Linked DNA regions of Cricetulus griseus: region 1 is linked to region 2. Evidence: chromatin contacts called from public Hi-C data. All regions are on one chromosome and are shown on one strand. The core of a region is the stretch at or near the end of the contact, and the rest is flanking DNA. Distances in the headings are between cores, read along the strand shown. Region 1 overlaps Hecw2 (E3 ubiquitin-protein ligase HECW2). Region 2 has its middle 27 kb from the start of Dnah7.

Region 1 (7,169 bases), core at 3,482-5,981, 170 kb after region 2:
TTTCAGTGTTATACACAAATACTTCATACAGACAGAGAAGCTGAGGTTGGTTATGCAAAATTTAGAAAATATAATGTCACGGTCAAGCAAAGGGTTCATCTGGGTCACAGCACAGCTCAGCCATAGCTTGTTTTGGTGATGTTGGGTAGGTTGCTGAGCCAACAATGGTGCTTTGCTGTAATGTAAGAAGCCTCTATTCATCTATCAAGACCTTAAACACTTCACGGTTCACAGGGGGGTGTCAAGCAAATGTCAAATAAAAATAAAATGTTCACTAGGGAATACCTTCTAACAAAACCAACTTTCTCATTGTGACCTCTTACTCATACAAAACTTCCTGATTAAAACTGGACTTTCTGGTTCTCCGTCTACACAGGAACCGAAGATGTCATTACTCTGGTCTTTATGTGCTTCTCATCATAAACTAGGGAGTTAGTTGTTCAAGGTGCAAACAGGCCAGGGCTCTGAACCATGATTGAGGCTCAGACTCGGCCAGCGTCTTGCACAACGGCTCAGTGATTTCTAGTGTACTCTCTAAACAGGACCATCACTTCTTATTCTCCTGTCTGCAACACAAGTTAGACACTCAGGAGAATAAGTATTACCACTCAGAAGCACAAGTTAACACCACTCAGGATTCTTTTGTGTAGTCAGTGGAAAATGGTAAGAGCGCACAGACAGAGGAATGGCCAGGGAAACATGGCTTCCACCAAACCCACACCTCAGGGCACCATATACTACTTCCACATTTGGAGATCTGGAGTATTTGGAGAGTGTAGCAGGTTTGTGTTGAAGGAGGAGATGGAATGCTTGCACTACCTCACTGCAAAGGTAGTGGGAAGCCATGAGAACAGCCAAGGCCACTCAGCCGCTCACTAGGGTGGCTCACTCAGGTTACCTTGCCCTGATGATCATGTTTCATCTCCCAGCCCCTCGGGAGTTCCAGCTGTTTGTTCGCAAACATGTTGAGGAATCCCACGAGGTCCCTGTTATGCTGATAGCGTTCGAAGTGGTGGGTGTCCCTCCGGACTTTGGTGATCATGTGCTTCAAACACGTGTTGTTTGTAAACATGCGGTAGGCACTCTAGAGGAAAGCCAGAGAACAGCTGTTAGGCTGCCTGTGCACACAGGGCATGGTGAGTACTGCACCAGAGATAGCAGGTCTTTAGGTATGTAAAACATGTAAGCAGGTTTCTGCATATCTTCAGACACACATAATGGAAGAAACGGCCAAAAGAGCACAAGTGGCTTGAACACACAGAAACTGAAAAACATGAGGCCCTCTCTATCCATGGTTTCTAGCTTTCTTTTTTCTCCTCTCCCTCCCCCCGCCCCCTTTGGTTTTTCAAGACCAGGATTTTCTAGGTAACAACCCTGGCTGTCCTGGAACTCACTCTGTAGACCAGGCCAGCCTTGAACTCAGAGATCCACCTGTTGCTGCCTCCTGAGTGTGGGGATTAAAGGCATGCACCACAACCCTCTGACCTGGTTTCTTGCTTTCTAAAGAACAAGCATGTTGTGGCATTTCTTTCACATGGGACATTAGATTCCAGGGATGATTTTAGTAAAACACACAATAAACACACCACCTGACAATGAACCCCAATAGTCTGTTCTTCTTCCAGCTTTTGACCAGGTCACTGGCTCAGAGGGTCAGACAATGTAGAAGCCTAGAGTTAAGGGCCAAGCTGTATGGAAAATGCTTGCTATATATTTGAACATCACACACACACACACACACACACACACACACACACACACACACACACAGACACACACTGAGTTGCTCTCACTGTCAGTCATGTCCGTGGAGACTGCAGCAGACAGAGACACTCATCTCAACCACCACACCCTCCTGGGTCGGGGGCTGGGGGGTAGATGCTCAGGGAACCAGAGTGAGTTAGAACAGCTTGGGCATCATACATCCCTCCCTGTTTTGTCTTGTTTTGGTGCCCCCTACCCCAACTCCTTGTCCTACACACAGCTGCATTTATTAAAATGCACATTTAATAAAACACCATTCTATTACCACTAAAAAAAAAAAGAAATTATCTTGTCATAAACATTACTGTTTCAACTCATTATCAAAGACTGTAAAAACTGCCCACACCTCGGTTAGTCAACAAATACATGAGCTAATACATGTGCGAAGCAGCAGACAGGGATCTGTGCTCCTGAATCACTAGGAAATTCATATCCAGGAAGTTGAGTACGCTATGAATGATCTGTCTTGGAATTCTATTCTTCACTAATGCAGGGAAAGGGCTTCTGAGTCCCCTTGTTTTCAGCATCCCAGCAGCACTAGGATTGATTGAGACTGGAGGTCTTTGGGCTTTTCTTCATGGGCTTTGCTATTTCTTTCAGTCTTAGCCCAAAGTAACTCCCAAAGACACCAGAGTACCTGAAAACAGTGCCAACGTAACAACCATCTACCATCTGTGTTGTATCAGTACTACATAGTGGCTACAAATACAAAAGATGAATACATGTGACAACAGTCTCTCCAGGGTCCCTCAGAGTGCTCACATTCCACTCACACATTTATGGCTCATTGTGGAGCCTGTGGAGCTTTCTTCCCTTTGGCATAGCAAGCACAGGAAGTGGGAACTCTCCAACCTGGCTTGTGAGTGTGTTGGGATCTGGAGAATTCTAATAACTTGACTTGGAATGAGAATATACCTTTGTTAGCTTAAGTCATTGGCATTTGATAGTTCTTTTGCTTGGTGTGTGGCAAAAAGTGTTCTGATTAGCTCCTGTCATAGATAGTTTTTGCTTTGCACTTAAAATATTCTTCCCTATCAAAACACATAGAAGAGGAGGAGGGCAGGAAGGAGGGAAAGAGGAAGGGAGAGAAGGAGGACAGAAGGAAGGGAGGGCCGTCACCATAACGAACCAATCTCAGATCTTAGTTCCTTAAACCAGAGTCTGAAATACCGTGAGACATTTCAGCTTGCCAGTCTAAATGAGGATTGTTTTTGATGGCTGGAGGCTTTGTGTGGTCCAGAGCCTCAGTGCTTAAAGCAGGCAGAGGTTCAGGGAACATGAGAGCCTGGGAAAACGATATCATGAAAACAGAGGGGGCTAACAAAATAAGAAGGAGGTTGTCAGAGAGAAACTTGGACTAGCTAATAGTTTATCCTGTGGTTAGCCCGACTTGAAGTTTTCACTACCATGAGCGGGCACATACTTCCTGCATTGGCTCTGTGCTTCCTCATCTGCTTTCACACGGTCACAGCAAGCTTCAGTGCCTGAGACAGCATCAATCTGTGAAGTGATGACAAAGAGCTTTCCAGTCATACTGTGTAACAAGCCTCTCTGGGGACAAACTATTGCATGATGATTGTGTTGAAGAGATCATGCACTGGCCATTGTTCTAAATGGGTGTAGCCAAGTAGACAGGACACTGATTCCTAATCTAGAGCACCAAACACGTCCCTCCCATCTGCTAAAGAGAGGCAGCAGAACTCCAGTAGAGCAGGCCATGGCAGTTAGGGTCAGGAACCCTTGCCAGCCTCGGGCTTCATGTAATTCCCAGCGGATGGACACACAACTCTGTAAGCGTGGGAATCTTACCCAGTCTTATAATTAATTATATCCTTTTATCTTCTTCCTCCCCACTCAGTGAGACGTTGAACACTGTGCCAGGTTTGACTGATCTTGGAAAAAGCATCTATCCAAGTAAATTAAGTGTAAGAAGAATCTTTTTCTCATTAGTAAGCAGTAAATGACCTTTAGAATCACAGCCTTTTCAAGTCTGAAAAACGTTCACATGACTGTCAAGGGGCTCAAGCAAGCGCCTTTCCAGACTGCTACATTTTCATAAATAAAGTAGTTCTGAACAAACATATATGTAAGCATTCAATACATACACTGTAATGTGTGCATAGGTACACATATACAATGCGCTATATCTATTTAGAGCTGTAGATACAGATAAAGTTTAGAAAGAATATTTATATATACTCCAGTTTACATAGAACTCTGTTGTAACAGCTACAGAGACAAAGAGTCTTAATCTCATTTGCCTCGACTTGCTCAGCTGTGAAGAGCAATAAGAAGTCTCCTGGTTTGTTGTTGTTGTTGTTTTTTTCATTTGTAAAATTCAAAACCAGGCAGATAAAGGATGTAAAATTGCTTTGAAGAGGATGTAAAATTGCTTTGAAGATGTACAGGTCATAATAGAATACAGGATATATGTAGTTAAGACTATCTGGGGGTTATCACAGTCTATCTGTCAGAACAGACACATATAGTAGTAAAACTGCTTTCTACTAGCCTTTGAAGCTCGTGGCCCAGCAGCCCATTTCCTATTAACTGAAGGGTCTCATAATCTGTCATTAACTATGTGCCAAGTTCTGCCTGTGTGAGACCCCGAGGATACAGACCTAAGCAGTCAAAAACAGGAAGATGGTCCATTATATATAGGAAGAGTGGTGGGAAGAGAGGCAATGCAGACAGAAAACTGGATTGGAATAACAGAGGTCACAAGGGCAGGGAACATGATGGAACTGACTGGCAGACCTAGCAGACTAAGAATGGGCCAGTCCAGTCAAGAAACACTCAGCAGGTGAGCTCAGCATCTTAGTGGAGGGTGACATTGGCAAGGCCACACATTAAGAGAAAAGAGGACTCCTCATTTTCCCACTGGGGGTTAGTGGTTCCAGCTAGGTAAATGGATTGGATTTCTTGTCCAACAACAGCAGCCTAGAAAAGAGTCAATGTTGCATATTTCATGCCCCAACCTCGAGGCACTACTCAGGATGAGCTCACTGGGGATCTGGTTGTGGATTCCATTGTGGTGAATCGAGCAGGCAAATGTTGATGGGAGATGAAGTACTTTTAAATGATCTCTGACCAACAGAATGTTTTGGTTTCCCTTGATGCGAAGTTAACACCCCATTTAGCTATTTCTTTTGTCGTCCAAACTGCCTCCCCCGCCCCCCCCTCTATGTCACCAACCTTCCTATAAGACATCAACACTCAGTGGCTGAATCAACAGCTTCCTTAGTAGAATCTTGTTAAATCTGGAGATTAAATGTGTCTTCCTTGGCTAAGTGTCTGAGGTTTTACAAGTGAAAAATACTGAAAGGAGTTAAAGGAAATACCTTGGTCTGTTTGGCAGCAATCAACTTAGTTCTTAGTAATCAACTACAATGCAACTGCAAGTAACAATCTAATCCTGGATTTATTGATGTTGAAGTTGTTCTTTAGTGTTGTGGTGGCCAAAGCTCCTTGATTGCCCATTCTAATTTCACCTAGTTCTGTTCATTTCAAAATAGACCACTAAATATACTACTAATGAATAATACATTTTATTTAGAAACTCTTCATCAAGAATAGGTACTCTTAATTCAGATTTGGAAATAACATCTTTGACTCAATAACAAATGCCTCTGGTGTCCATGGAGCAAATATCAGTGACGTAATTTACTCACAAAACATAAATTATTATTAGCAAAATCAAGAAATACTGGTTCCAGAACAGGCCAGCTAGTATGTGGAAGTAATTCTGTATGCTACAGTTTGCATTAATATGGTTTTTAATTGATTTGATTTTAAATAATTTAATTTTGAATTGTTTTCACCTAGCTAAAGAATAATATGGAGGGAAACTTACTTTTATTAGCAGAAATACCTGTAACACATCAGCTCAGCTACTGTGAAGCAGCTGTAACTCCTGATTTGTAAGACTATGCTTAAGATGTTATTTGTAAACTTTAAAATAATATTTTTCTTCATTAAGTACTAAGGAATTTAGATAATTGAATGAATGCATTTTTAAAGCTTATTAAAAGTCAGGGTAGTAATTTTTAGCATGTACGTTGAAAACATCATTCTGTTACATATAATTAAATGTACTTACGTATAACATAAGTTAGACAAACACAGGCATCTCTACTCTAAAAGACTGGGCTCTAGTAACTAAATCTCGGGTTAGTTCGGCGACAATTTTGAAAGTAATCTGATGCCAACCAGCAGAGGGCAGTACAACCTACCTGACAGTTACTGTGAAAATATCTGCCAATTTTTTCAGTTATGGCAACTGTATGCCTGTTTATGTTTGTTCTTCTCAGCACATGTTACCATGCAATTGCTGCTATATGGGGTATGTTTTTCATGCTTATCTTTGAACAAGAACTCATTCCTTCAGATTGCTTTAGTGAAAAGAACAGGAGAACTTCCAACGTCAACGCGTATTTTGAGTGCTGCATAGTTGCAATAACATAAACAAGGGTTTCCTGAAACACCTATATGCCACAAAGAATTCAATCAAAAACTAAAGTAAAAGGTAAGTTAAAAAACCAAGAAAGTTTGCTTTATAGTATTTTCCATTAACCTCTAAATAAGAAAACAAAAAGTGTCTATCTCTTTGCACAAATCTGAATTATTCTTATTCATCCACAGCTCAAGACCTTAATGAGGAAAATGCTAGCTACTTCCACTTACGCCAAATATAAGTCAGAAAATAATATTTCCTAACCGATAGAATTTAAATTTTGTAGACATGCATGCCATTTTAACAAGTAACAGATACAGTTTGGGTAGAAAAAGAAAAAAGTGAAGCCCTTAGAGAAGAATATTTTTAACTCCAGATGGGATGCCCAGAGAAAGGAATTATAAAATTACACCCAAGTATAGAACAGAGACAGCTAGCACCAGCTGAAAAGAGACTGTGAAGGAAGCCTAGGCTGAGTTGCTTCAGCCAGGGTCCAGTGCTTGCAGGCCACAGCTGTGAGGAAGGCAGTGCAGTCATGTTTACTTAATTACTTAAAGGGTCCCACAGATGCCCGGGACTCACTGCTACCCAGTTAGAGTAGAACCTGCAAGGAATCAAAATTTGCATTTATGTGAAAAAGTTTATCAAGTTAAAAACCACAGCTTTAAACCACAGGCGTCAACTGCTTGACTGCACCACAGAAATGAGGAGCTTGTAGCAAAGAACAGGCCAGACAGAGAGGTCAGAAGCCCCACTTAGTGATGTCACTAGGAGTATGAACTCATTGGGGGACAGCATTCACACTATAGAAAATGATAAATGAAAATCAGGGCTTGATTCATTGTTTTGTGACCTGTCCAGACCACAGATCAACAGTCTGATTACAACAAACAACTTATTGTTAAAGCTGTTCAGGTACACAGGTCTACAGGTCCTTGTCCCAAAATGTTTA
Region 2 (7,131 bases), core at 3,056-5,555:
ATAATTCCATTTTTTTGTGTGTTGGAATAGTTCAGTTATAGAATTTCTGTTTTATTCTTCTCAAAGTGGTCCATTTCTCTGTTAAGGTTCTTTGTTCCTTGCTCTATGCATTTCTTCTAGTTGACTGGCCCTTAACTGCGTTCTTTATAATACAAATGTGATTATAACTCTACAGCTTTCCCAGGGTCTGAGTCATCCTTTGCAAATTATTGTTTTACCCTTGCAGGGAGTCCATGGGAATCCCCAAACTTATAGGCAGTTAGTCAGAGGCACACGTGACTGTCAGGTCTTGCAACTGGTGTCTGAAGTGAGGACAGTTTTGTGAGGCTGACCAGTTTGTAGAATCTATACTAACTCCAGGTAGTTAGTGTCAGGATTGGTGGAAAGAAATGCAAATGTAAACTCACATGGTGTACCCCAAATGGGTGACAGGTGAACCAAGCCGAAGCCCCAGGCTAGCTGCTTCTCTAACTTTATGAAGACTCATTCATTTTTCCTCACTGCTCTGTCATGTGAAAAGTTAAAATATAGTGGTGATTTTATTGAGATAACCTTCACATAAGGAGGTAACTATGTTGGCTTCACTTCTACAGACTTCATGAGTAGGTCTGAAATATTTATAATATATATACATCTATGACTACTGGTAGTCTACTCTTTCTCCCAGCTCTGAAATAATTAAACTACTATGATATAAGACTCTTGGGTCAAAGAATCTACATTTCCTTAAGGTGGGACTAATCACAGCCACATCATTTGTCTTCAAATATAATTTTTTCCAGTAATCAAACTTGTATTTCTTTTTTATTTATTTTTTTATTAATTCAAGTTAGGGAACAGACTTGTTTCACATGTAAGTCCCTTCTCCCTCTCCCTCCCCTCAAACTTGTATTTCTATTTCTAGTGTACCAACAGGTTCAGAATCAAAGCAAAAAAAAAAAAAAAAAAAGCTACTTGACTTATTGATCTCCCAAAGTGTCACTGCACTGCATAAAATTTCCAAAGTGACTCAAAATTGGCAGATGAGTCAATTAGAACTTAAGTGTGTTTGCTGATCATTTTTTTCTTTACCATAACTGAATGCCTAAGTCTGGGTAATTTATATAAAAAATGTATTTGCTTTTACAGATCTGAAGGTTGGGGGTGTATGAGATTTGGCAGAGGCATTCATGTTGCATCAAAATGTAGCATGGGGCGTCACAAAGTGAGAGAGCAAGTGTTCATCTCAGATGCCATCAGGGCCACAGATGCCATCACGGGTCCCATCACATCGTCAGTCCTAATTATGAATTATGATATAGAGCCTATCATAGGCTCTGTATCAAAATTTCAACAATATGTGAATTTGAAGATAAAGTTTCCAGCCAATGAACTTCTGGAGTACACATTCAACCTTAATACCAGGTTCTCCAAAGATGTGCAAACGTTTTATAAACCATCCCCTCCCCTTCTCCCATCAGACTAAAGCTGTCCCTTTAATAGCTCCTTAAAATCTCTGGTCCCTTCATAGGGAATGGGTTCCCAAAGTCCATTTGTGTTGTAGGGATAAACACTGGCTCCATTGTTAGACATCACATAGACTGCCCTGGCCACCTAGCTGGCACCCACATTCAGAGGGCTTGGTTCGGTCCAATGCTGGCTCCCCACTATTACAGCCCAGCTACATGAAAGAGGGCCTGGGCCCTCCCCCAAATGATGTGACAGACTTTGATGATCCCCTTTGGAAGCATGAAAGGCCTCACTATCCTTGGGAAGTGGGTGAGGGTGGGTTGAGGGGGTCAGTGGAAGGCATGGGTGGATGGGAGGGTGAGGGAATAGGGGGATTGATACGTAAAATAAGATTGCTTTTAAAATTAAAAAAAAAAATCTCTGGTTATTGACCATACCCAGTCTGAGCCATCTAACCTGCATTCTGTCACTACCAGTGTCAAATGAGCTCTAGAGAGGTAAGTTCCACTCTTCCCCAGGTCTCCTCTTCTTTCACTAACTGTCCATGCAACATCCTCATTTCTTAGAGGATTTTACCGGTAGCTCTGCCCCAGTGAGAAGAAGTTACAGTTGGTGAGTTTTCTGCCTACTTGGTTCCCTATATTTCAATCCTAGTTAGCTCAGAGCACCTTCTAGAAAGCACCATGTCATAAACCGTTCTGGAGCAGACACCATATTAGTCACTTCTCTACTGCTGTAATCAAACACCGTGACCAAGGCAACAAGGAAGTATTTGGACCTATAGTCCACAAGGATGAGAACCCATCATGGAAGCAAAGGGGCAGACATGGCAGTTGGTATAGCAAGCTTATAGCTCACAGCTTGAACTACAAGCAGGAAGCAGGGAGAGCACACTAGGAACATGGCAAGTCTTTAAAATTATCAAAGCCCACCTCCAATAATATTGGAGGACATGTCTCCCCCAATAAGGCCACATCTCCTAAGCCTTGAAAACACTGCCACCAGCTGGGAACCAAGTATTCAAATTCTAGATCCAATGGGGGACACTCTCATTCAAACCACCGCAAATACCTTCCAGGTCACTTTCATAGGGAAGTGCTTGAGTCTACAGGCTATTACTGAACACCACCTCCTCTGTAAAGGGAGCTGTCAACTACAGTCTAGAGAGTTTCTCCTGGTCATATTTTTGCCAATGTTTGTCCTATCACCCACCCATTTCAGCCACATGTATGTGTGCGTGCACACACACAAAACCATTCCTCTACTAGCACCCCTACTTCCACATTCACAGGAACAAATGCTCTTACATGAAACAACTAACATTTTATTTGTGTCATTCAATACCGAGATTGTCTTTGGCATCTTTAGTGATAATGTTACACAGAACGTACTTGCATAAGGCATGGTGCCTAGCCAAAGATATCAAGAAGGCCTGTGCTAAAGCATTTCTTGTTGGGTCAGCTTTTATTAAATTGTCCCCAGGAGCTGGCTATTTGGGGGGGGGGAATAAAATATTATTGGTAAAGAACAGCATGTAAAGTTTCCAAAAGTGAAAGTGCATGTAACCAAAGAAAGGATAACATTTCAAGGCCTGCACAGTAAAGACATTCACTGGAAAATTCCTCTAAAACATAATAGGAGCTGCTGCTGCTGCTACAAAGGAAATATTTGCCCTTCAGTGCATGGTATTAAAGTTCAATATGTTTGTGATGTACTCAAAACACCTCCCTGTTAAAGTCTGAGATCTTTCATGATAAGCTCCCCCTTAGGGACTTGACTCTTGTTCCCTTCCTGCCGCGGCACCACTGGGGCGAAATTCTCGATGTAAACCCTCAACTCCAGGGACTCATTCCTTTCACACAGCATCCAGCATCAAATAACTGAATATCTAAGCTCATTCCTCAAGCACACAAGTGACTCCACGTGCTAGAGGATGCAAATCTGATAGCATTCTGTTTTCAACTAGAGAAATTATCTTACACTTCCAGGGGGTGGCTGGAGGGTGGGCATTGTGTGACTTACATGACAGCTGGACTGCTTGGAGTATCTGCCCTGGCCTCTACATATAGGACTAGCATGGCAGCCTGTGGTCTTCAGTCTCTCTAGGGATCAGTGAAAACACTGAGGTAGGCAGCACACAGCACAGTCTCTATTCTACATCTATAACACAAAACTGGTACCAAATAAACCAAAACCAAAAACAAAAACAAAAACACAACAACAACCAAACAACAACCCTCTTACTTGTCCCCATGAAGCTTACTTCTTGGCTCCCCAAGGGTGGGCAGGCACTTCTTAGGAGTAGTGAGAGTCTCTTGGACTTTATGCAATGTTCTGTTTACACACACAACCCCAGTTGGTTCAAACTACAAGGCTGACTCCTTCTGAACAAAGGGCACCATTGCACTTGCTGAAGGCAATTACTCCAGAGGCTTTGGTCTACATGGAAAGTAGAAGAGCACAAATGCTACAACGGAAATCATAACAAAAGGTGTCCCTATTCCTCTGAATATTCCAGTCACCTTTAACCATTGTAGCAGGAGAGTCCTCTTGAGCAGCCAGCTTTGTATCTGGCCATTGATTCCAGGTGAGGAAGCTGTACTTAACTCAGGTTAGAAAGTTTGTTTTCACATGTGCATCTATTTGATCAAAACTCCAAGCTAAATATCCTACTTTTCTTAAGCATGGAAATGATCTAATCACAACAGGACATGCATACAGAGCAGGCTGTTCAATAGCTCTGAAATACGTGTCAAGTATCCCAAGTTGTAGGACCCTGTCTAGAACAGGGAAGGAGGAGGCTGAGGCTCAGGAAGTAGCTTTGCAGGGAAAGCCTGAGTCCCTGTGTGGGTGACTCAGCTCTGCTGTGCTTGGGGAAGATTAATTGTCACATGCTTTACTCTTGGTGAAATAGGTTACTTGTGGTGGGGGTTGTAGAAGGAAACTTGTTTTTAGATTCCTGTGAGTAAGAAAGGGATTTATCTGAGAAGATACACATTGGGTCTGCAATGGGAACTTTTCCTTCCTCAAGATAAAAGATTATCTTCCAAGTTATCTGGAACTGTTACTCCCCAGACCATTTGAGCTGGGCAGATAAGAGGTGGAATTCTATTTACCCTGCCACTTTGCTCAACACAGCCTCAGCATGCTGCCCCAGCTGCCCCAGCTGCCCCAGCTGCCTCAGCTGCCTCAGCGAGTCAGCAGCTCTAAAATCTGTCCTGAGTCACAGCAAGAAGTGGTCAGAGGCTTTGGGATGCGTGTCCCAGGCACACAGCCGACTCTCTGCATTAGCCTGCTAAACATCTTGCATTCTGCAGGTAGGCACAGCCTAGAGAGGGCAAGGCTCCCAAGCTAGCTGTCTTCTGTCTTCACTGACTAACTCTTGGCTTTGTTCTGGGCTCTAACCAGGAGAGCTTCAGGCTTGGCCATTCCCCTTTTGCCAGGAAATGGTGCAGGGATCAAGCCACTAAAGACACACTGCTTAGGGCCTTTGCAAATAAAACCTTCTTCCCTAATAAAATGAAGCTTTACTTGATTAAGTTGCTTAATTAACTTGCCCCCTGCCCCCATCTCTGGCTCTGGAGTTCCTGTTTGGAAAGGTGATAAATTCTGCTGTCCAAGCCCTCCTGGATGTAGTAAAGTCACAGTTAAATGCACCCTAGCCACCCTCAGCTGGAGAAGCTTGCCTTTTTTTCTGAAAGAGTACTAAAATCCATGCGGTTTCAACTTATTCCTAAGTAGACAAAATTAGCACTCAGAGTTGAATTTGCATAATGGATATCCCTCTGCAGAATGGATATCTAACAGTGGCAATAATTTCAAAGTAATACCCTGATTATCACATTCAGGGAAAGCCCTTAAAACAATACACATCAAAGACTCAGTTGAGTTGTCAAGTGTTGTTATTGAGATGACAGGCAAGACTGCCAATTCTGGAGTAAATTATAAGGCCCGTGATAGATTGCTTCTTCTGCCATGTGATGGCTCAGCAAGAAGGACCCATCTATGGCAAGGAGATCAGCCACGGGGAATCTGCTAGCATCTTGATATTGCCTGTCCTAGCCTCCTCTACTGGAAACAGCCAATTTCTGTTTATAAATTGGTCAATATAAGGTGTGTTTGGATTGCAGTTCAAACAGATTAAAACAGTCCATAAGCCAGGGAATATAAGCACTTGGTGGAATCTGATAAGGAAAAAAAAATCAAGAATTTTCCCTGAGCCTCCAGAAAGAACATGCGCCTGCTGGCAAAATAAGTTTAGGCGTCTGGCCACCAGAACTGTATGGGACTCGATGTAGCATTGTGAGTCCCACATCTGTAGCCATCCTTTACACCAGCAAAGGCAAACACCACATCTAGATAACAGTCATGGTGTGCTGTGATGTTAGCTTGGATATTTCTGCTACAAGGAACAGAAGCCACAACCCAAAATCGCTTAAATGGGATCTATTGTCTCACACATGAAAAGGGAGTGAGCATCGGAATTAGTGTGCTCCAGGGTAGCCTAACTGTATCATGAGGTCCAAAGCTCATGCTTGTCTCAGCCTGAGGACTGTACTGGTCTGCTCCTCGCTGAGCTTGTTTGCTTCAGTTCCAAGCATTTGATCATAACACAGTGATGCCCAAAGTAGAAGAGAGAGCCAGCTACATCATGCATTCCTTTCCAAGCAGTGGGAATATGTCCTCAGAAGCATGCAGCCATCCCTAAGCCAGTTTCTAGGGAAGGAAGAAATCAAGCTTGGCCCACTGGCTCCATGGAAGGGCTTGGTGGCCTCCTTCCTGGTTTCTGTAAGGGGGGGGACAGGGATAGAGGGCTGAGTGTGGTACAGCAATGATAACAGTGTCTGTTTTCTCTCTCTCTCTCTCTCTCTCTCTCTCTCTCTCTGTCTCTGTATCTCTCTCTCTGTCTCTCAAGGATCCCTTGGAGCAATCAGCTTTCTGACTGACAGAGTTGTAGCTCCATTACCCAATAACAAGGGAAATGAGTTGTGCTATCGCCACATGATAAATTAGCATTAAATGCCTTAAATTAATGACCTTTAGCTGTATAATTCAATAAAAATGAATGTTAGTATCTTAGCAATAGATCTAATTATTACTAATTCATTGTAAAATTAGCATAATATATTCTAATTTTGCTGTGCTATATATTAATATTAGTGTGTTAATATTTATACTAATTTGATAACTTTATACTAATTGAGATGTAGGGCATTAGTGTTGAACACTTTTATATACACATTTTTGTGCACGCATGATGGAACTAAGAAGGATGACAAGAAACATGAAAATTGACAACTGATTACCTCCATCAAGAAACCACAGAATCCGAGTGAGCTGGGGATGAACAGTAGGCAGGGGGGCAGTTATTTACAATGCTCCTCTTCTCAGTCTTGGCTGTCACCAACTGTGCAATCTTGAGTCTCAACTCCGTCAGCTTCATACTTCTCCAGCAGGATGGGTCACAATGCCTTGTCTAAGGTCACTTTCCTCAGTAAAAGATTGGGTAGCACAGACAGAGTGCAACCTGGGTCTTAGAACCACACGTGAGGGTATTTTTCCTCACATTTTCCCAAGGGGGCATCCAGAGACAGGTTAGCGATAGATGCCCAGGGAACAGTCCAGTGGTTGGGGCTGCTTAGGTTTCTATCCTGTTTTCCACTCCTTGAACTTTGTGGGTTG

What was found. Hi-C and Micro-C count contacts between places; a contact is called where the count stands out from the background.
Region 1: a contact with region 2 is called in a Hi-C map of the CHO-K1 cell line, with 2.9 times the contacts expected there. The contact joins two enhancer-like sites. A contact is called at or near these places in 3 of 8 Hi-C or Micro-C datasets (the CHK-Q cell line, the CHO-K1 cell line and fibroblasts).

What each region holds. Positions count from the first base shown.
Region 1 is chr2:408,482,525-408,489,693 of CriGri-PICRH-1.0, forward strand. Hecw2 (E3 ubiquitin-protein ligase HECW2) reads right to left here. Exons shown (of 28, transcript XM_027396880.2): 13 at 899-1,084. Among named protein-coding and RNA genes, the nearest start is that of Stk17b, 110 kb to the left of the region's middle. Within about 2 kb of position 4,732, at least 2 of the 6 cell types and tissues checked have open chromatin away from gene starts, as enhancers often do. A contact at or near this core is called in the CHO-K1 cell line and fibroblasts, where this site is marked.
Region 2 is chr2:408,317,831-408,324,961 of CriGri-PICRH-1.0, forward strand. No RefSeq gene overlaps it. Among named protein-coding and RNA genes, the nearest start is that of Dnah7, 27 kb to the left of the region's middle. Within about 2 kb of position 4,306, at least 4 of the 6 cell types and tissues checked have open chromatin away from gene starts, as enhancers often do. A contact at or near this core is called in the CHO-K1 cell line and fibroblasts, where this site is marked.